Linked DNA regions of Mus musculus: region 2 is linked to region 1. Evidence: chromatin contacts called from public ChIA-PET data. All regions are on one chromosome and are shown on one strand. The core of a region is the stretch at or near the end of the contact, and the rest is flanking DNA. Distances in the headings are between cores, read along the strand shown. Region 1 has its middle 170 kb from the start of Rps6ka3. Region 2 holds the start of Rps6ka3 (ribosomal protein S6 kinase polypeptide 3).

What was found. ChIA-PET counts read pairs in DNA pulled down with a chosen protein or histone mark.
Region 2: a contact with region 1 is called in an RNA polymerase II ChIA-PET map of memory CD8 T cells, with 82 read pairs. The contact joins the promoter of Rps6ka3 here to the enhancer-like site in region 1. A contact is called at or near these places in 4 of 484 Hi-C or Micro-C datasets (the HL-1 cell line, cardiomyocytes, cerebellum and 1 more), 10 of 115 datasets of contacts at active chromatin or transcription factors (the SCID.adh cell line, T-cell acute lymphoblastic leukemia, cardiomyocytes and 7 more) and 3 of 9 other capture datasets (adipose tissue, liver and pancreatic islet).

Annotation. Positions count from the first base shown.
Region 1 is chrX:159,078,376-159,083,214 of GRCm38.p6, forward strand. No RefSeq gene overlaps it. Among named protein-coding and RNA genes, the nearest start is that of Rps6ka3, 170 kb to the right of the region's middle. Within about 2 kb of position 2,371, at least 39 of the 459 cell types and tissues checked have an H3K27ac peak or open chromatin away from gene starts, as enhancers often do. A contact at or near this core is called in the SCID.adh cell line, T-cell acute lymphoblastic leukemia, memory CD8 T cells and 1 more, where this site is marked.
Region 2 is chrX:159,253,444-159,258,282 of GRCm38.p6, forward strand. Rps6ka3 (ribosomal protein S6 kinase polypeptide 3) reads left to right here and starts at 2,339. Exons shown (of 22, transcript NM_148945.2): 1 at 2,339-2,745. The coding sequence starts at 2,677.

The DNA of each region.
Region 1 (4,839 bases), core at 1,121-3,620:
CCCTGTCAAAATTCCTGATGTGCTTGCAATCCCAATGGCTGGGGGAACAGAGATAGGCAGCCTTTTGAAACTCACTGGCTAATCAACCTGGTATTCTTGGTGAACACCAGGTTCAGTGAGAAAACCTATATCAAAAAATAAAATGAATACTGACTGAGAAAGACACACAATTTTGACCTTTGGTTTCCACAAGTGTGTGAGCAGACACACACACACACACACACACACACACACACACACACACATACACACACTGAACAAGGCATCCTCCCTTTCTTCTAAAGTAATGAAAACCTGGGTTTTCATTGAGGGTGGAAATGCACCTAGCTGCATGATTATATTTTTCAATCTCTCTTGCAGTTCTCTATGGCCATATACCTAAGTCCTGGCCTTTTAGTTCTAAGCAAAATGATGCATGAGAATTTCCGTAAGCCTGGTTAAAGGCATCAGGACCCCTAGAAAGAAGCCCATGCTGTATAGCCTTAGGGGTGGCCACCTCCTAATATCCCAGCCTTTGTGCAATCCCCTCCCCTTAGTATGGACTGGATTCTAATATGTGAAGCAGCTGTTATGTCATGAGGTACTCTAAAGAGACACCAGTGTGAGGGAGTTTGAAAGGAGATTGTCTGAGGCCTGCCCCAAACTACAGTAAACTTCCTATTTTGAGTTTCCAAGCTAACATCCTGATTGCAGCCTGGGATATCCAGGGTCAAAGCACTCAACTAAGAAGCTCCTGATTATGACCCGTAGGAAGGATTCAATGAGAACAACAGCAGTTGCACTCCTCAGATGCTGCGCTCATAACTAGCCTACAGCCCCTGGACTCTCCTCCACTTCTGCATCCCACTGGCCTGATACACAGGAATGGGAACTAGAGCTTCAGGAGCCATCCTGTGCCACAAGGATGGAATCCACCTGATGAGGATGTCGGTGAAGAGAGGCATCTGGGTTCCAGCAGTACTAGAAAGCAACACGGGCTTCATGTTTCCTGACTTCCTTATGTAGGGGAGAAATAACCCCTTCCCTTATGAAGCCTTAACGAGTTTATGGATGCCTGACTCTCCTCCTTTCATCAAGTCTATAAAACAACAATGGTATAATTTTTAACAGACACTTAGTTCTTACTATGTTCCAGTGTTCATACTGCAAAGTAACACTTTGCAAATCTTAACCCATGAAATTCACATCATAGCATTACTGGTTTGTTTTGTTTTGTTTTGTTTTCCCATTGTAATTAAGGAAGCTGGGACACAGAAAAGTTCTTGAAGGTCAGACAACTATTAAGTAGAAGAGCCAAGATTATAAACTCAGGCCACCCCAGTCATAGATTCTGTGCTTTTAACCCTAAGTCCTGTTGTGCTAACATTTACCAAGCACTTCCTGAGTGCCAGACATCATGCTAAGTGTCTTACACATGAGAGAACTAAAGCTTGGAAAGAGTTAGGTACCTTTCTGAAAAACCACGAGTCTAGAAGCGACAAGTTGAGATTCCGACCCATGTTTCTTGGCCTTTGGGGCCTGGATTCTTAATACTTGTAGACTGGGACTTCTATTTTAGGCTTCATTTATCTTCAAGCATTCTCAGGGTTATCTCACATAGCCAGTGTTCCCTAAACTTATCTGTATGCTTCATCCAGAGGTCTTGATAAATTTGGGTTTTAGATCAACACATGTGGGCCTAGGCCCAAGATTCTGCACGTCTCCCGGGCACCCTGGTGACCAGGATGCTGCCCACACAGGGGCATATGGAGGGTGCAGACAGCAAGAGATGGACATTATCCTTTGCAAGGCTCGAACTGTAGTATATATAAAAGAAGAAAGAACTAGAAATATTCAATAAAGTTCTCTTAGGGCTTTTAAAGCTCCTAGTGTGGTTCAGAATGTGATTCCCCCCCCCCCATGCCTTCAGAGCTCCTTTTCAAAGCAACTAAGTAATGTGAGTGACCACAAGCATCATTAAAGACAAAAGACCCACATGTCCAAGACCCTTATTTTACACCAGTGAGGAAGCACAGCCAAGAAGTGACTTGCCAAGGTTACAGGGCTAGGGAACATAGGTGCCACTGACACAGGCGGATGCTGCTTAGACCTATTATGCCTGTGGCTGTCCTATTCAAAGTCAGAGGCTGGTTGTTGATGTATGAGATAACTCTATTTCTGACCAGCTCTCTCCTACTGCTTCCAGCCAAGAGCTGGACTCAGAGGAACACCCAAAATGCCTCTTTCGTGATGCCTTGGGGTCAGCAACACACCCCCTATAGCCTGAACAGACAGGAAGCAAAAGTGAGACAGGAAGGAATATGCAGAGTGGCCTGAATTTAGGAGGATTGATACCACAAAAAGGAAGGGGTGAGGTTCCCACATGCCCTGAGGTGCAGAGGAAGTGGTTAGAGTCCTTGTGAGAGCTGACAACTTGAGAACAAAGGAATACTACAGACAGCCTAGATTTCAGGCTATGAAGAAGGGGTTTGCTGCTATATCTGTGACAAGAAATCCCGCCTACCCTGGAGCAGACCTGAGCTCTATAAAGGTACAAACCCAGGTAACAGAAAGACTAGAAAGACCAAACCTTCAAGGTCGAAGCTGGGAGCCAACCTCACCCTGGAGCCCTGGTTTCTAAATGTCTAGAGCAGTGGTTCTCAACCTTCCTAATGCTGAGACCCTTGAATACAGTTCCTCATGTTGTTATGACTCCAAACTATCAAGTTATTTTCATTGCTACTTCATAACTGTAATTTTGCTACTGTTATGAATTGTAATGTAAATATTTTTGGAGATAGAGGGTTCCCAAAGGGGTTGTGACCCACAGACTGAGAACCACTGGTCTAGAGCCATCTTCCTTTACTTAGTAGGTCTTTAGTAAAATCCACAGTCCAATGTGTCAGGTGCTGTGGGATACATAATGAAAGTAAAACAGCGTGGTCAGTATCCACATGTAATTAATTGTTGATTTCGTGGAACAATCTGAGTATTCAGAGTTCCCGAAGCAAGCAGGAAGAAATAGATGTTAGTAGAGGAGCTCACAAGGGAAAACAGGAATGAGCCTAAGGAAATCAGAAGAGGTTCCATGGAAAAGTTGCCATCTGAGTTAAGAGGTCCTAAGCAGGTGTGACTGAACACTAGAATGTCCTTGATTCTTACTCTGTCCCTGTATCGCCAGCCTTTAGCCTGTAACTTCATACCCATCCCCTGTTCTGGGGCATCCAGCCCCATGGCTTGCTTTGGCCATCCAGATGTTAGAATAGACAAAGGAGAGGTCTAAAATATTACCTAATAGATCAACTTGAATTTTTATATTTCAGTCATCACTAAGGAAATAGGCTAAGGCTACTCTACCAGAGGCCAAGACAAGCAGGCCATAGCCAATTCAGTCCAGTTATCCTAGTGAAGAGCTTGTCAGACTAATATATGAGTGAGCTCAGTCAAGGGCAACAGAGACACCTAGTCACCTGTTTCAAGCATGACGTGTTTATTATTGTATGCCATGGAGGTTTTGTGACTGTTTCAGGCATCATTATTATGAAAATAAGTAACTGATATAATAAGCAAAAAGTCTGTGAGACTGGAACACTTGAGTATTGCCTGGAGAGATTCCTTTGGAAAACTAGCTTCATGTGATTTTAATAAGTACTACTTAAAATAAGGCTCTGCTGGTTAAATACATTGGGGAAATGCCGAGTAAATGAAAATAACAGGTTTCTTGATGGAAGGCTTCCCAGGGACTTGTCTGCAAAATTGTACATTGTGAATCAGAGAGAGAGAGAGAGAGAGAGAGAGAGAGAGAGAGAGAGAGAGAGAGAGAGAGAGAGACTGTTTGAAAAGAAATATTTTCCAAACATTATTACTTCAGTGAGTGTACAGGAACATATTATGAGGCGAATCCCAGAAAATCCTGGGCCATTTTACTAGTAGCAAATAAGTTGCCCAAGAGCAGGGATAAGGTCTTTTATATCTGGTCACGGGTCTCAGGACCTACATGTAGTACTGTTGGCCATATCATAGGCACTTGGTAAGTAGAAGCTCAGGGAAAATGGTGAGGCAGGTGCTGGGGGATGAAATGTGGTGTTGTGGTTCTTCTTATCCCTGATCTTTTTTGTGCCTTGCTTATGCTGACAGTGAACATGTCCACTTTGTCACCTGGTTGAGCCCCCAACTCTTCTTCAAAGTTATTATTTCCCTGAGAGCATTCCTGACCTTCACTAACAAACGGGCAATGCAGCCACCTCACTGGGAGACAGACGGTTGGTTTAGCTTTCCTCTAGCACCCCAGGCACAGATCTTGCTGTAGGTGCTTGACAAGTATGCATGGGGAGAAATAGGAGGAGAAGCTAGGGATGAAGAGGAAAAGGAAAACAAGAAAGGAAGGACACAGGGGGGACAGGAGGTTAGGAAAGAGAAAGAGACAGAAGAGGAGAAAGAAGGAAAGGAATAGAACAAAAGGAAGAAAAGGAATTATTGAGACATACTTGGGGACCCTTTTATAGCAACAAACGACTGGTGCCTGATACTATTGGAGATTTTGTGACTAGGAGCATGTGATGGAGACAGATGAGTGCAGGGGAATGAGTTCACTCTTCATCCCACAAGGAGCTACAGAGTAATATTTTAAGCAATAAAGTAGTATCAGATAAGCTTTTCTCTGGAAATTGTTTTCTATTTGTCAACAGGTAAAACACTGTTGCACTAAAAATTCCACAGCAAACTGAGTATACTTTGTCAGTTACAAAAACAAAGGAAATAATGTTTAGCAAAAATACAATTCCTCCAAGTTTCTCAACCGCCTTAAAAGACACAGATGTCCTCAGAGGAGAGATGCTGTACAACTCAGGCCTGGTGACC
Region 2 (4,839 bases), core at 1,089-3,588, 180 kb after region 1:
CTTTGCTTTTAATTTTTTTTAATTACATTAATTTATTTGTTGAATATGTGTGTGCCTATGTGTGCCAGCCTAGGAGATCACAGGACAACTTCTAGGAGTCAGCTCTCTCTCTGTCTTTCCACCATTCTTGTCCAAGGGATCAAAACTCAAGTTATCAAACAGCAAGTGTCTTTACCCACTAAACAAACCCTCTCCCTGGCTCAAAAGGCTTATTTTATATGGTTTCTATGGGGTAATTAGTGCCAGAGTGTGTTTGGACACATAATTTAGGTTTTCTGTGTATAAATGCAAAACAATACATAATTCCATAACGTCAAACTTCTTTGAGCACGTTTATGTTTTGTTGTTGTTGTTGTTGTTTTGTTTTGTTTTGTTTTGTTTTTTACATCAAGACAGCGCGGCCAACTAACCTGTGTTAGGGCCCTGGTTGTACTTGCAGCACCCGAATCAAAAATGGTGACAATCTCCTCGTCGTGCCTCTCTCCTCCAGTTTATTCTGAGCCTGCCTAGTTGTTGTTTAACGCGATCTGTCCCTGAGTTCAAGGCTGAGGGAGGGGGCTCTCAGCAAGAATTTCCGGCTGCCCCCCCCCCCAAAAAAACAGTTGGAGCTTTCATCAGATGAGGCTCCTAGGCCTGGAGGGGCAAACTGCAGATGGCAGCAAAAGGAGCCCAGCACCTGTCTCTGTCGGACCAAGCAAGAAACCTCGCACAGCTCCCACAGCCCGGGCCAGCTAGGTGTGGGGTTGTAAGGTCATTCTCACACCTGCTGAAGGGAGTGAGGCGGGGACACTCCAGGTGTCTGGATCCTGGGATGATTAAAGGAAACTGTTAAAAGGCATGCAGGGAGAGCGCAGCGGGGGGACGCGCTGTGGTAGCCAAGCGTGGGAGGCTAGAGATGCCTCCCTCCAGGCCTTGGGGACTGGGGAGACAAGCTGGCCTGAGATATGTGGACTGGGTAGACAAGCTGGCCTGAGATGTGTGTGTGTGTGTGTGTGTGTGTGTGTGTGTGTGTGTGTGTGTGTGTGTGTGTGTGTGTGTGTGTGTTTCTTTCCGATGCAGGGCGGTTAGCCAGGGGCTGCAGTAGCTTTCCACTCAGCCCAGCGACTTTTACACATCCCAGACATACTCAGCGCATCTAAGCAGCGGGCTCGAGAACCCAGGACTGAGCCTTCCCGGAATCCACTCAGAGCGCCCAGCCATTAATTCTCGAACTCTTAGAATTCTGTGGCTCCGTTGCCGACTGAGGATTGGGTTCCCTTAACCTAGGGCTTCCTCTTCTCGGGCAGGAGGAGGAGTCACAACCTCCCCTCCCTTTCTCCTCCGCCTACGACCAGCTTGATTTAAAAAAAAAAATCTAATCTTTTATTTAAAGTCAACGGAGAAGCAGGAACCCCGCGCTCCTGCCTAGAAGATATTTTTACTAACTCCTTAATCTCTGCCAAGAAGGGCAACCTTAAGGAACCTGTTTTCTTTTAAGCTTTAGGTAGCAAGGGAGGAGTGTGACAGTCTGGGCCGAAACTCGAGGGCTCTATGCACTTGGGAAGGGTTATTAGGGCGGAGGTAGGGTGGGACGAAAAATTTCCAAAGTACTAAACATTGAACACGAGAGTCAACTCGAAAAGCTTTGAATCAAATTGGGAGCCGAACGTACGTATGTGTGGCTAGCTCCCGGGAAAGAAGCCTCTTGAGTCCCCGTCCAAGCAGGAGAAAAGGGGTCAGGTGAATGAATACCCAGCTTGTGACCCTGAAGGAGGAGAGTCTTGGGCCAGGAGGGGATGTGCCCATAGCCTAGGCGCGCCCACGCGCACCCCTGGAGGAGAAAGGCCGAAAAGACACCTCCTGCCTCCGCCTGGGGCTGCTACCACCGGACTGCGCCCCCAGCGCCTTGCCCAGCTTCACCAGCTGAGCGCGAACCCCTCTGCTCTCCTATTCTCAACTAGTCTCCGAGCTGTTAGGACTCGTGGCAGTCAAAGGCACCTCGTCCGCCCCGCAGAGCCCATTTCTCTCCCCACCCCATCTCCCGCCAACGCCCCCAAATTTTTTGGGCTCGCCCTTCCTGAAAGTAGGCGAGGCCCAGAAGCTGAGGCTAGAGAGAGGAGGTGGAGGAGGAGGAGGAGGAGGAGGAGGAGGAGGAGGAGGAGGAGGAGGAGGAAGGGGTAGGAGGTGGAAAAGGGGCGGCGCCGAGCGGCCAGCCAGGGGGCGTGTCCGGCACTGGCCCCGCCCCTGGGTGCGCGCGGTGGTGGCGGAGGCCGCCCAGCCTCGCTCTAGAGAGACAGGTATCGCTTAGACGCCATGTTGTGAGCGGAAGTGGGGGAGCGCGCGGCCGTCGCTGTTCTGCTGGGATCGGGCGCGGGAAGCGGCGGGGAGGGGAGGCGGGGGGCGGAGCCGTAGTCCGGGCGGCGGAAGGAGGAGAGGAAGAAAGGGGCGAGCCCTGGTGCCTGGCGGCGGCGCAAGGCTCTCGCTTGGAGTGCGGGCGGCTGTGGCTAGGCGCTGGGCGTTCGGGTGGTCGGCGTCGGCGTCGGCGTCGAGCTCGCTCTCGGGGGAGCCGCGGCTGCCCGGCTGCTGCTTCTCGGCTCTGCCTTGGAGCTCGAGTGGCTAAGGAGCCGAGCCGGCTGTGGGGCGGGTGGGGAGGGAGGAGGCGGTGAAGGCGGCGGCGGGCCGGGGAGGGGGGGAAAGATGCCGCTGGCGCAGCTGGCGGACCCGTGGCAGAAGATGGCTGTGGAGAGCCCTTCCGACAGCGCGGAGGTGAGTGCAGCCGTGCGGCAGGGCAGGCGCGCCCCTTCCCCACGCCCCCGCCGGCGCTAGCTCTCTTCCCCGGAGCTGCCCCCCTTAGACCACCTCCGCCGCCGGCTCACATCTTGTTCCCGGGGCGAGATTCTGCTTTGGGTCGTTGGGCTTTGCCGATCTGTCTGTGTCTCCTTCCCGCACCCTCGCCTCTCCCTGCTTTTGGGGTTGGGGGGTGCCGGTGTGGCGGCGCGTGGGGTTTGGAGTGGGCGCTGAGGCTTTGCAAAGAGCCTGTTTTAATCAACTTTGCGTGGGGGAAGCAGGAGGCAAAGCAGGAGCCGGCGGCGGGGAGTTGGGAAGTTTGGCCCTGCCGGCTCTAGGGTCTTCTCCGGAATCTTAGAGACTTTGGATTCGGTTCACCAGGAGCCAAGACTTCAGTCTGGCCGCCGGAGGGGTTTGCTACAGGGAGACGGGCGCCCACAGGGCAAGGTGGGCGAGCCAAGCCGGGAGGGTTTTGAGTAAGGGGTCCAGGACTGAGGGATCCCCCCACACCCCGGTCAGTCTGCCGCAGCGCTCTCTGCCGCTGCTGCAAAAGAAAAACGGAGCGCCTTAGGTCCCCTACTCCTAGGTTTTGAGGTCACTGAGTTGGAAGACCCCAGTATAACTTTTGCTTCCTGTCCATGGAGGTGAGCGGGTGAAATTCAAGGAGATCAGCGGACGCTGTAAAAGGGCTATCTGATTTTCCTCTCCCGGGATCTGATGATCGGCCCTGAGATACCCACCCCAGTGTCAGAAACCCAAACAGTATACCCAAACAAGGCAAAACAGAATTTCCGCGGACACATCCCAGCACCGAGCTTTTCACAGCCGCCACTGTCCCAGAATCAACTGGCGATCTAAAAAAATAATGCAGACAAGATCCATTCCAGGGTATCAGCGCTCCTCTCCAGAGTGGAAAATCAGTTCCTGATGGTGGCGCGTCTGTGATTCCTCTTTCTTGACTTTTCGCTGAATTCTATCCTCGCAGCGGACTTTAGGGGATTACAGAATGATAGGCTGGGTGTGTGTAATAGTTACTGAGCGAGTGACCCCATTTCTGGAAAGCATGACTGAAACGCGGGGGTGGAATGGGGCAGGCTCTGATGAGTGGTGTACTTGGCGGCAGCCACTGCCCCCATCGGCCTCCGCAGTGTGAGAGGTGGGTAGGGTTACTGGTTACGTCAGTAAAACTCGGGCTCAGTTTGGTGTGAGATGCGGGACGCTGACATTCTCTGGGAGGGGGGAGAGGGGGAGGGAGGAATCCGTTCAGATCGTTTTTTCTAATTTTTCTCCCCTGTCACCTCCACTACCATATAAAAATATTTACTTGTTCTTAAATGCAGGAAGAGTTGTAATAAAGCTTACAAGTTCATGCTTAATAATTTACTACTGGATAATGCTGTTCTAAAATAGCAAAGACATAGGTATATGTTACTTTTTTTTTTAAAGGAAAGGCTGGTGTAAAAAAGGAAATCGTGTTTTTACGACTGGCAGAATACAAGAATTTTATTTGAATTTAGAGCCAATATGATACTATAAATCTTTAATAATAAAGTTAAACTTAGAATGCTTAACCGTCATTTGAATGGGTAGTGTGGAAAAACAGTATGGCAAGGGAGCCTCTTCATTTTTTCTTAAAGAAAAAAATTTGCATTTAAAATACAGCTATAAAGGTGGTTAAAATTGCTGAACCTGTCGAAGAAATTGTATTTTCTTATAATCTGCTTTTTATTTTAGGTTTTTTTTTTCTTTAGTTTTTTGAAACAGCCCAGGAACTCACTATGTAGACCAGACTGGCCTTGGTCTCACAGAGATCCACCTGCCTCTGCCTCCCAAGAACTGGGATTAAAGGCGTGTGTCTTCATGCTTGGCTATGAGTCTGCTTTTTAAATATACACAATAATTATGATTCAAAAATAATCCACTGATACATTAAAATGTTTTTAACAACAAATTGCCTTTGAATAGTTTGTTCCTTTGATTGTTTGTTAATCCACATTTTTCCTTGACATGTGTCAGTATGCAGGGAGAAATCATTTAAAATTCTACTTTATCCTTTTTTCTGTATAGTATGCA